Linked DNA regions of Mus musculus: region 1 is linked to region 2. The links are chromatin contacts, called in public promoter capture Hi-C maps. All regions are on one chromosome and are shown on one strand. Each heading gives the region's core, a stretch centred on a gene start, on an enhancer-like site or on the middle of the called end of the contact. The rest is flanking DNA. Distances are from core to core; before and after follow the strand shown. Region 1 holds the start of Ssr3 (signal sequence receptor, gamma). Region 2 holds the start of Ptx3 (pentraxin related gene).

Region 1 (6,289 bases), core at 612-3,111, 830 kb after region 2:
CATCGTGGGTGTGCCATACAGGAGGGTGCCTTTCTCTCTGCTGATGGCTTCCAATGCCTTCTTGCCATTGAAGCTTGGAAAAGACAGGAGGAGAGTGGCACCATGCATCATAGACACCATTGTGCCCCCCACGGAGCCCAGGCAGTGGTACAGGGGACTGGGCAGGACCACGCGCAACTCCTCTGCAGTCTTTGTGGGCATCTTCAGACGCTGGCCTATCAGCATGGAGTTGTTTACGATGTTGTGGTGGGAAAGAGTGGCCCCCTTGGGGTTTCCAGTTGTCCCCGAGGTGAACTGGATGTTGATGGGGTCGTAGCAGGACAAGAACCGCTGGTTGTACCGCAGCTGGGCTAGGTTCTGTTCCTTGCCACCGGCTGCCACGATGTTATCCAGGAGCAGGGTCCCCGGCAGAGGGGCATCCACGGAGATGACTGTAGTCAGGTCTGGGAGTCTCTCACTCTTCAAGGCCCCTGGCTGAGCCTTTTCCAGCTCAGGACAGACCTGCTTCAGGATGTCGTAGTACTGCTGGGTCTTGAATTGTTTGGGAAACACAATACCTTTGCAGCCTACCTTTCTGAGGACATATTCCAGTTCTGAGGACTGGTAGGCTGGGTTCACAGACACCAGGATGATGCCTGCCTGGGCAGTAGCCAGCTGAATAAGTACCCAGGCATAGGAGTTGGGTCCCTGCATGCCCAGCCGGTCACCCTTGCGGAGGCCAATGCTCAGAAGACCAGAAGCAGCTTTGTCCACCTCCTCCTTGAGCTGCGCAAAGTTCAGCCTGATGTTTTCATGGAGGATAACCAAAGCCTCTCTGTCGGGGAACCTCTGCGCTGTGGCGTCAAGGCACTCGCCCACAGTTGTGTTCACAAGATGGGAGTCGGTGTGGCCCTGAATGTAGCTGAGGCCTCCAATGGGCAAGGGGTTGGTGCAGTTCACCATTCCAGAACTGAGAGCGCGGACACTCTGCAACTTCGAGTTCGGCCGAGGGCGAGTGAGCAGCGTCCGGGGGCCCCGCGCCCCCAGGCTCGCGATACACAGCCTCCCGAAGCGCAGCATCCCGTGATAGACAGCCATGGCTCGCTTCCGCCGCGGGTCTGGGCCAGGAGTAAAACTCCACAAGAGTTTTTTTATTTTCCAATTCTAAAGACTGTAATGAGAGAGTCTTTTAGAGGCTAAGAGGCTTTGTTGATTAAAATGATGTAATAGTAATAATAATAATAATAATAATAATAATAATAATAATAATAAATTAAACCATGCAGATGGCTCAGAGGGTAAAGACACAAACGTGACAATTTGGTTCAATCTCTGGGACCCAGAAAGTAAAAGTAGACAACTAACTTCCTCAAGTTGTGTTCTGACAACGTTGTGGCACGGCCCTCCAACCAATCAATCAATCAACTAATCATCAATCAACCAATGAGCCAATTGTTCAATCAATGTAATAAATTTAAAAAGAAATATAAAGTGCACATGTGGAATGAAATACCAATAACGTTAGTTAGTTCGTTAGCTAGCTGGTTAGTTAGTTAAAACAGTACTGCTTGTATGGTTGCTCATTTCGATTATCCAAGCCTGTCTCTGGAGACTGAGGCAGGCGAGTTAGAGAGCAGCTCTAAACTACACACTAAACTACAAATCCCTTCATTCTTTGTGGCATTGAGGCGCCACGTACCCTGAAGGATGCGGAAGTCTTGTTCGCATGCCCAATCGTACCTCGACGCTTGTGAAACGACGGCAAGATGGCCAATCCCGAAGCAGCGTACCCTGCGGAGTCCCGCCTCCGCGTTGCGCTGACGGGTCGCGGGCGGATACGCGGCCTTCTGAACCTTCCCTGCCTCCCTGCTCCCGGCCTCCAGTCTTCAGCTCGGCCATGGCTCCCAAAGGCGGCTCCAAGCAGCAGTCCGAGGAGGACCTGCTCCTTCAGGATTTCAGCCGCAACCTGTCGGCCAAATCGTCGGCGCTGTTCTTCGGGAACGCGTTCATCGTGTCTGCCATCCCCATCTGTGAGCTTCGGGCGGGCGGCGGTGGCGGCGGGGACGTGGCGGGCGCGGCGGGGAGGCCTAGTGTCCGGAGCAGCGTCCTCGGGAAGTCACTCGCGGCGTGCTTCTGAGCCGGGCGCGGGTTCTGGCCCGGAATCTCTTTTTGGTACACTGCCCTTCTCCTCACCACTGTTGGACACTAGGATGTCTTTAATGAACCGGGCGGGGGAGCCACTGATAAACCTTCACTGAATTAGCAGCGTGACCCGTGGCAAACCTCCCCTTACTCCCGAGCATCCTTTGGACGTGCAGAATGCCAAGTTAGGCCTTGCCCGAGGTCCGCGATCAGCCTTGTTTAGGATTTCAATAACTCCTAGAGAGCAGCTCGAGCCTTCTCGATTGAATGAGAAACTGCCCACTTGAAGGCCAAAACTGTCTCCAAGTCCAGGTTTTCCGAGTTTCCTGTCTCCTGACCCGCACTGCCGCAGTGCTGCAGGCCAATCATGTCCAAAAAAAGTTCTTTGTTATTTTGGCCTTGTAAAAAGCTCAGCTTGCAGTGAATGTGGTGTGGAGCCCCCTGGGTTCACTGGCCCGACAAAGCATTGTTTGGATTTCAGTGAGCAGCCACGTCAGCAAGTTAACCAAAGTTTTGGGACAGCGGTTGATTTAAAATGGCCCGTGTTTTAACTTCCTAGTATTCCATGAGTGAAATTGTTATTATTTGTAATCCCCACTCCCAGTTTGTTCTCAAGTTAGAAGATGAAATTTCTAGACTAGCAATATCCCCACAGCCTACCTTTCTGTACTGGGAAAGCCCTGAACTGGGACAAACCCAGTTTATTGTCTATCTCACCTCTAGTGAAGTTTTTCGGATACTGGGTGGGATTTACTGACTCTCATTTACCTGGCTTAGCTGTAGTCTGGCATGTGCAATGGGGCAGTGATGTTGTGTGTCCCTTGCTTTTGTCTTATCTCAGGGTTGTATTGGAGAATATGGCATATGGATCTCATCCAGTCTGCTGTGCTCTACAGTGTGATGACCTTAGTAAGCACTTACTTAGTAGCCTTCGCGTACAAGAATGTAAAATTTGTTCTGAAGCACAAGTAAGTACCCTAAACCCAACCCCAGTCTGCATATTTTATGTTAGGGGGTCTTAAACATGATTTATAAGCATTAGTTTGAAATGTGTATGTAGTTAATCGTGAACCATATGACACTTCTGTGGAAATAGGTTTTGAGGGTGGAGTTTGAATATTCATTCCCAGTCTTCAATTGATGGTTTGGTCAGAAAAACAAGTCTATTAAATCAATGAATGTTTCCGAAACTCAGTGGATTTCTTTCTAGAAATTATTTTAGGCTGCCCATTTACTAATTTTGGAAGCAAAAAATTAAAAATTCTCTGACATTTTCAATGCCAGTTACTTTTTTTTTTTTTTTTTTTAATCTTGTAAGTCTATTCACTGTAGAAGACAACCCTATTTCTTGAATTTCAAGATCACGTATAAGACGAATTATTTTACTAGCTTTAGGAGAAGAAAACCCAAGTTTTTTTTTTTTTTTACACAAAGTTCTTTCTTTTTAAAAAATTTTTATATGAGTATACTATAGCTGTTTTCAGACACACTAGAAGATAGCATTGGATCCCATTACATATATTCTATGAGCCACCATTTGGTGGCTGGGAATGGAACTCAGGACCTCTAGAAGAGCAGTTAGTGTTCTTTAACCACTAAGCCATATCTCCAGCCTGGAAAACCTAAGTTTTACCTCAGTAAATTTTTATGTTTTAAGCACTTGTGTACTCTGCTTTCCTAAAAATAAAACAGGAGGGTGTAGCAGGCTATTCCCTTATTTGTTCAATAGGGCCTTTTAGGTTTTTCTTTGAAGTATTATTATTTTTTTTAAAAATAATTAACTCTTTTACTTTTGAACTGCGCTTGTGTGTTTGTGTCTGTGGTTTGGTGTGTCTCTTGCCTGAGGGGCCAGAAGATAGTGATAGATTTCTGGAACTGGAATTGCACATAGTTCTGAGCCACCTGATAGAGGTGCTGGGAACTGAACTCAGCTCTTCTGCAAGAGCAATGTGTACTCTTAACTATTGAGCCTTCTCTTGAGCTTCTAAAGTAATTTTTTAAAGGCAGTAGGTATTCCGATCTTAAATTTGTCATCTATTTACTGTTTTAAAATTTCTCACAGTATCCACACTTGACTAGAAACTAGTTTTGTTTAGATTGATATAGCAGTCTGCATCTGGTCTCTTGAAACAAAATTTAGAGTGTACTCTGACACACATTGCTTAAAGCTATTTGATGATACTTTTCCTTGCATTGTTTATATTTTATGGGATAAAAAATCACACATGCTCGTGAGGGGCTGGAGTGGTGGCTCATTGGTTAAGCTACTCGATGCTCTTCCAGAGGACTCAGTTTCAATTCTCAGCACCCACATGGTAGCTCACAACTGTCTGTAACTCTAGTTTTAGGGGATCTTATGCCTCCTGGTCTTGGGTACCAGGCATGCCTGTAGTGTACAGATATACAAACAGGCAAAATACATCACCATCATCTTTTTTTTTTTTTTTCCAAGACAGGGTTTCTCTCTGTGTAGTCCTGGCTGTCCTGGAACTCACTTTGAACACCAGGCTGGCCTCGAACTCAGAAATCCGCCTGTCTGTACCTCCGGAGTGCTGGGATTAAAGGCGTGTGCCACCACCATCATCATTTTTAAAGATCACATATCTTAGCCAAATGTCTGAGAAGTAATATATTGCTCTTTATCTGTCATTTTTATTTTGCTAACTATCTCAATACATCATGTCCTTCTTTTTTCTAATACAGTAACACCAAAAATCCTTTCTGGTCCTTAGATTTAAAGTCATCTGCCTCCTTCCTGTGAGTTTAGCCTAAGCCTTCAGATTTAGACTTAGCCTTCTTGCTTTCTATTATATGTCTGTTATTTCAAGACCCAGTAAACTTTTGCAGAGACTTCCTGACTTTGCTCGTTCTTTGGTTATCTTTCTGGTTGGCTCTTATAATTGACAAGTACTTAGTAGTGTATTATGATTTCAGTTAGTAGGGTATTATTTAAGGGATGGGCCAGGAGTGGCCTCAGCTGCTTTCTTGCTGTCCTTCTGGGAGGCTTGGGCTTCATGACTGAAGTTCTGCTAGACCAGCAGACTCAGCAGGTCATCTTTGTCATCTTTTTGCTTGGCAGCTTCTTTCCTACCTGTTATTTCAAGATTCAGCTCATTTGGTCCTCTAGTATTCTGGACTGTGTTCTTATGGGACATGGCCGCCTATGGATAGAGACTCCATCAGAGTATAACCTTGTATGACTGTCCTTTATGATCCCGTGGCAGCTTAGCCACTGTCTGTGCTTACCTTGCATCTAGACTCTAGATTTTAGAGGCTCTTGTGGTTGAATCAAGACAGAAACCCACTGCCTCAAATGAATGATCTTAGGTGTTCTTTTGGAGTCCAACCTAGTTTCTCCAATTTTCCTGGGTATACTGACTAGTACTAAATACCGTCTGGTAGTGTGAGTCACTTGAACACAGTGACTAGGCTTTCTTCTGTTTCTGTGTTCTCTCCTGTTGGGATGTCATAGTGAATGCTCTTATAGTGGTAGTACCATGGGGCTGGTAGGTACTCTATAGAAGTTTGCATGTTGTTACTTTCTCTTCTATAGGGTAGCTCATATTTGTGAAAATATACTTTGTTGAATATAACTGTCTTAGTCTATGGGCTTTTTACATTTTATTTAAATTTATTTATTTATTTTTACTAATAACCCCTGTGATAAAATTGATTTGTAGGCTTTGTGTTGTTGTTGCTTTGATCTGTATACTTTTTCTGAGACAAGGTATCAGGTAGCAGAGGCTGGACTTGAATTCCTGACGCTTGTGCTTCCACTTCCCAAATGCTGGGATTCCAGGCATTCACTATCATGACCAGCTGATGAGTCTGCTTTTCACATACATCTCCTCCTCTCAGATCTGCAGATTCTGATCTGAGTTCTTGAGTTCTTATTCAAACCGTTTCTGTCTGACGTAGTGTTAACTCAAACCAGTGGCTAATTTAACTAAAAATGTTCTGGTCAGCTTCTGACCATGCTTTTACTATTTCTTTTAAATGAAATTGTCCTTTGGAATGGAGTTAAAAGCATCTTTTTAAGATAGTTTGTTATTTTTCTTCATGAATTAAATCAAATTGTCTATTCTGTAGTTTACTTGGAATTGAAATTGGATCATTCAGGTTGTGAACGTCAGGAAAATAAAATGTAGTTACAGTATTCCTAATTGAA
Region 2 (6,050 bases), core at 3,313-5,812:
GAAAGTAAAAGTAAGGAAGAAAAGCTTGGCTTATTCAGTAAAGCAACTAAGTAAAGACATTTGCAAACAGAAAGAAAGTGCCAACTCAACCCACAAATAACCAAAACTATGTTGAATAATCATTTCCCATTCAATCTGCTTTTCTTTCTATGTCTTTTATTGAACTGTTGAATCACAATTTCAGAAGATTCTATTGTTTCTAAGTACTTTTTAAGAAACTATTCTATTCCCTTCTTAGCTTTGCCATGATCTTAAAACAGTAAATCTATAAAAATCAATGGACCTAGCTCAGTCTAGGTAGCCATTATCAGCACGTCTTTTAAAATAATGTTTTAGAAGAGCCATGTCACTAGGGAATACAGTTTCATATACCATATGATCTTGGATATTGGTACCTTTTCAGAGTTTATAGGAAACTACAGTGTCTTACCATTATTATTGGCTGTGTGAAACAAGTCCTCATGTAGCTTGGACTGACCATTGTACATATAGCTAAGGATAACTTCTAGCTTCTGACTCTCCTGTCTCCACCTTCAAGGGACTGAAATTACTGCTGTGCACACCAGGACCACTTGCAAACTGAGCTTTGACAGGAAGCAAAGTGTAGTAATGATGACTGGTGTTTATCAGGTACTTCCTATGTCCCAGATAGTGTTCTAACCAATTTGTCCATCACCTTAATACATCTTCATACTTGCTTTTGAAGTCTTCTTAATCCCAATTTATGGGTGGGAAAACTGAGGCAAAATAACCTATGCTTCTGTAGTAGCTAAATTTTAAAGCTCGGGCTTTAGTTTGGTTGGTCTGCTGGCAGAGGCCAACACATTATATTGCCTCTTAATAGAAGACCTGAATTCTGAATAATTTACTGCTAGTGAGAATCATACAGGTTTTGATGAAGTTTATAATCTTATCAGCCTTTAGTGTTGTCTATACTTAAGGGGGGATATGACCCAGGACTGCAAGTCTGTAAGTTACAAGTATACTGCACTCAAATCTAGGCAGGCCAAGAATATGCTTTTAAACTTATAAATTTTATAGTCACACCACTATAGAAAATGCTTTTAAAAAGGGAATTTTTCTGAAGACTTTTATAAGAGATTGTGTTTCTGCTGAGAACATTCAGAAGACATGGGCCTTGAACATGGACACGAGACTCATCTACCCAACCTCTGCTGCTCTTGAGGCTGCATCCCCAGATAAGATGCCAAGGTGAAGACTTGGGAAGTGCTAAGGCCTTGAATATAGGGGTTCTGCTTCTCGGTGTATCTGAAAAAAACTAAGGTAGGCTAGATGTTCTCTTTATAATAACCCAAAGGAGATGCTATGAGGAAGCTTTGAAAAGTCACTCCCAGAACATTTAAGCACTAGCTGGTAATTCAGTAGAACATGTGGATATCAAATGTCCTATAAAGTTTAGTAAATTCCCATTAGTGGCTCCGAGCTAGGCTCAGTCCAAAAACTATCAAACAAACATAGACCATATCTTTTAGTGATAGTCAAAGAAAAATTGAAATATAGAAAAATTGTATAAGAGCAACCATGGTAGCAATGCCCCCAAATGATAACAGAACTCTTTAAAAAAATTCTAACCATTCATGAAAAAAATTTAAATGAGGCATTTTCAAGGTAGGATTCTTCCTCTAGCTACAACAATTCAATCAAATAATGATTTTGGAAACAAAAGACTCATTTCTGTGCATTTGGAATCTCCTGGCCTCTGTAAGTTCAAAATACAGTCCAAGGGGGCATTGACTACAACCTAATTAACTGCCTTCCTGTTTAAATAAGGCCAGGCAGTGCAGATTACATTCCAGGGCTGCCCATGACTGTCTCTGGGAGACCCAGCATCCCTGTCGGCCATGGTAGCTACCTGAGTTCATGCCGTAAAGTAGTATGTTAGCAGATTGTGTGGGGTTCTTGTGCAGAACAGTGAAGGAGGCCCTTGAGACGTCTTTGAAATGTCAGGAACTCTCTCATGAAGTGGCTTTCAACTAATAAGTCTTTGTAATTATATTATCAGAGACCAAGCAAAATGAAAACCAGGTTCTTAGGAGGCAGACCACAACATAATTAGGTGTCCTCTGGGGACCAAGTTGGCAGGAGAGAAAGAGAGGACCAGTCAAAGACTGTAGGTGCAAGTATGATTGGCTAGTAAGCACCAACAACAGTTTAGAATTCGGAAATGTATACATTTTCTAACAGATGAGGAGACAAAGTAATTCTTCCTTTAAGGGGCACATTATATGTGCATGACTCTACAGAGCTTGCAAAACAAACAAACAAAAAAATCCATGCATTTAAAATTGTCACAAAGTTATCACATAGAGGGTTTGCTTTAGGGTTGATTTATGCTTTTTGTCTGAAGAATTGTGCTTTGAACTTAAGGGCATGACCCCTATAGCTCAAGTAGATAGGAGGGACTGATTGTAGGATAGTTTCTATAAAGGAATGAACTGTGCTCTGGAGTGTCCTTCCTCCTACCCCATCCAATAAGCTTCATTTCATTGGAAATATGGCATAGGGTGGTATTGCTTGTCATTGTTTCTGAGACTCATGAGGAGTACCAGGGCTATTTGTCTGCATAGGGCACTAATTTTCTAGAATAATCTACAACAAAACATCACTGCTCCCGTCAGAAATTTGACTTAAGAACCCGAATTACTAGGCTCCAATGTTCTTCCTGTTTTGTTAGCTTTTAAGAGTATACCAAAGGGGCCCTCATCAGTTGGGAGTTTTATGGAGTTCATGTGGGGCTTTGACAAGTTGCACAGTCTGAATAGTCCCTTTCTTGTGTGGTCCTGGGGGACTGGATAAAGCCGTCATCTACTCCCTCTGACTCCTGCGCCTGACTTTATAAAGCATGCCCCCCTTGACCTTCACTGTGGAACTAAACTGGGATGAGGGAACCCTGAAGGGATTCTGCTGAGTCTGCAGGAGATCCAATTAGGCTCCAGTCAACTCAGAAGGAGCAGAGGGGGAGGAGTCGGCCAAGGGGCTGGGAAAGTCGCTGAAGTTAGCCAGGGCCCTGAAATAGTCGGAGGAAACAGGAGCTGGCCTAAAGAAAGTGACGGGATAAAATTAGAAGACTTGGAAATCCCTAACGGAGGGACTCGGGGCAGCGAGGAGGGTCACTGTTAAACACCTGCCAATGGACTCCTTCAATATCTGGTCGGATCCGGTATCAGGAACCTCTGACGTCAACTTCCAGACTGATGGTTTAAATCCTCGTTTTTTTCTTTTGGGTTCCTCGGGCTTGGAAATACTTTTAAAAGGCAATGAGCCTGCCTGGCGTGGTGTGAGCTCTGTGAGTGTGCCTATGAAAAGTACTGGGGCTCTGAGTGTGAGGGTCCCCACAAAAGCTTGCCTCTAGGGACAGAGCCGACCGTGGGCTTACCTGCGGGCAGCCAGTGGCGGGCGACCCAGCTCTGCACGGCGCTCAGGTCGGCGCGCGTCCGCCGCAGTTCCTCCAGCACAGCGCCTAGGCCAGGCACTGTCGCCTCGGGTCGCCGCGCCTCCGCGTCCTCCAGGCGCGCCAGCCTGAGGCTCGCGTCACGGCTCTCCTGCAGCAGCGGCTCCAGCGCCCGCACCAGCCTGGCGTCTGCGGGGCCACCGGCTGCGCACGGCCTCGCCATGCCGCCCGCCAGCCGCCCCAGCTCTGCCCGCAGCCGCTGCAGCTCTCCACGGAGGACGTCGTCGGTGGCCTGCAACAGCATGCCCTCCCGCATCTGCGAGTTCTCCAGCATGATGAACAGCTTGTCCCACTCCGAGTGCTCCTGGCGGCAGTCGCATGGCGTGGCTAGAACGCAGGACACACACAAGTGTTATCAGCTTGTCCTGGGTGGCCATGGGTTGCACTCTTGGTGACTCCAAGTTTCAGCCTGTCCCCAGCAACCGCTCTCCTTCTAAGGATAGCTCTGAAAACAGCGTGCGTGTAAACTCAAAGATGACACAGGACTATTCTTTATAGGACATGTTAAACTAACTGAGAAAATGCCATTAATATAGCTAAAAACAGTTAAAGATTTCGTATAACTTAACTCATCATAAATGTTACAAAAATAATTTAAAACCTCTGGCTTTTCTCAGATAGTCCTTGCTTTCTTGCTTTCCTTTTTTCCCCCAGTCCTTGCTTTCACAAATAAAGTATAATTTTAGCTTGCTTCATTGGCTATCTATGTTAATTATGTTAATCGCGCCCCCCAAAAAGTGAGTTATGTAGTTTTGATACGCTGAGAGAGTTAAAAATGAACTTACGGTCCTCGGTGGGATGAAGTCCATTGTCTATTTCGTTGTCCAAATTCACATACATGAGCTCGTAGTCATCCGAGGTCTCAGCCACTACTGCAGACCAGAGAGCACAAAGCAGGATCGCAGGGAGGTGCATTGCTGGAGAGGCGAAATTTGCTTCGCAGCCGCAGGGGAAGAAGCGAGACTCTACAGTGATCCGAGTTTGAGCCCGGGAGAGATAGTGTGAGGCAGGAGTGAAGCCCTTAATAAACGCTCCAAAGCATGAGCGGGATGAATGACTAATGTCGGTGGCACAGCGCGAGGGAGTTCCCCTGGATTTGGGGGAGGGGGTTGGGTGGGAGGGCAAGGGAGCTGAAGAGGTTGCACAATGTTAAACCACCGAGGTCCACACTGCAGGCAGATTAATTAGAGGCGAGTCAGGGGGAGAAGGGGAGGGAAGCTGGACTTTTCTGGTGCCCCTGAGGATTAGTTGCTGTAACCTGAAGTGCTAGCGCTTTGGGGGGTGAGGAGCACAGAGGTACAGGGCGAATTATCATTTTGGCATTTGGTGTGAGCTTTCATTACTCCACAACCCCTGAAGTTATGGAAAACTTTTTTTTTTCACTTTTCCTTTGGATACTTTCTCAAGACCAAGCTATAGAAAATGATTCCGTGACTCCAAAATAACCCATTAAGAATTTTTATGACTCTAGAAGTCAATCTTGACTAACTAGTCTTGACTCCTCTGGTGGAGCAACTAAAAAACACAGTATGGCTGGGTCAAAACCCAGTAAAACAGGAAAGTGAGGGCGGGAATATAGTGGCTTTAGGTGCTTGGGTATTCTTGACATATCCTATCAAGGTCCTGTTTTAAATTTACATTAGTGACTGTGTGTGTGTGTGTGTGTGTGTGTGTGTGTGTGTGTGTGTAAAACCTGCCCCCTCCCCCAGTGCAAAGTACCTAGATAGGTGTTGATAAGTCATAATAATAGTGATAAAAAATTAAAACATTTGAATAAACTCCAAATAAAGCAAGATCTAAAAAACTACACAGATCTAGAGGGAACCACTCCCAGAGGATACCCCTGAGCTGATACAAGTCTCCAATATACAAAGGAGATGGAGGGGGAGGGTTACCAGTCACATCCTGATCATGATGGCAGGGCTACTACCCTCAGGCCAGGCCTCTCAGAAGGCTGCCTCTTGGATTTCCATAGGTAAATTCCTCTGCTCCTGACAGAGACTCATGAGTGGCTTTCCTGGCCTGAGTGCCCTCACGCATCTGGAATGCACATGCATGTACCATCCACCACAATAAAAATGAATCCACAGTTAAACATAGCTAGACACGGAGGGAACAGGGCATCATAAGCATGAATCAACACAAAGTCAAAAGGCATCAGGCCCCTGCTCAAGAGCTTCACTTATTTGAGATCACGGCTAAAGACAGGGTATGTTTGAAACCGTTAAAGCCATCAGAAAGCGATGGCAATATGAGACAATACGATATTGTTTAAAGGGCAGTGTGGAGCCACAGCTTTGTAAGGTGCTTTTCTCCTAAGGCTGTGGGCTCGAGTTCAGTTTCTAGAGTCCACATTAAGAAACCTGATGTGGTGCTGTGAGGTCCTAATGCCAGTACAGAGAGCCTCTGGGATCCCTGGCTAAACAGCTAAGCCTATTGGGCAAGTTAAGGCCCACGAGAGACCCTGTCTGAAAAAGCAATGTGGAAGAACTGGATAAAAATGCTTACTGTTCTTTCAATGTCTGTGGATTGTAGCATAGTTACCTGTACTGTATGGCTAATGTCCAATTACAAATGA

The links. Promoter capture Hi-C pulls out the DNA fragments that hold promoters and counts their contacts.
Region 1: a contact with region 2 is called in a promoter capture Hi-C map of neural stem cells. The contact joins the promoter of Ssr3 here to the promoter of Ptx3 in region 2. A contact is called at or near these places in 3 of 39 promoter capture datasets (cranial neural crest, hippocampal neurons and neural stem cells) and 1 of 115 datasets of contacts at active chromatin or transcription factors (astrocytes).

The regions. Positions count from the first base shown.
Region 1 is chr3:65,388,125-65,394,413 of GRCm38.p6, reverse strand. Ssr3 (signal sequence receptor, gamma) reads left to right here and starts at 1,861. Exons shown (of 5, transcript NM_026155.3): 1 at 1,861-2,009; 2 at 2,963-3,089. The coding sequence starts at 1,877. It also overlaps the pseudogene Gm5540.
Region 2 is chr3:66,218,399-66,224,448 of GRCm38.p6, reverse strand. Ptx3 (pentraxin related gene) reads right to left here and starts at 4,562. Exons shown (of 3, transcript NM_008987.3): 1 at 4,258-4,562; 2 at 3,398-3,799. The coding sequence starts at 4,387. All of the region lies in intron 4 of Veph1 (ventricular zone expressed PH domain-containing 1), which reads left to right.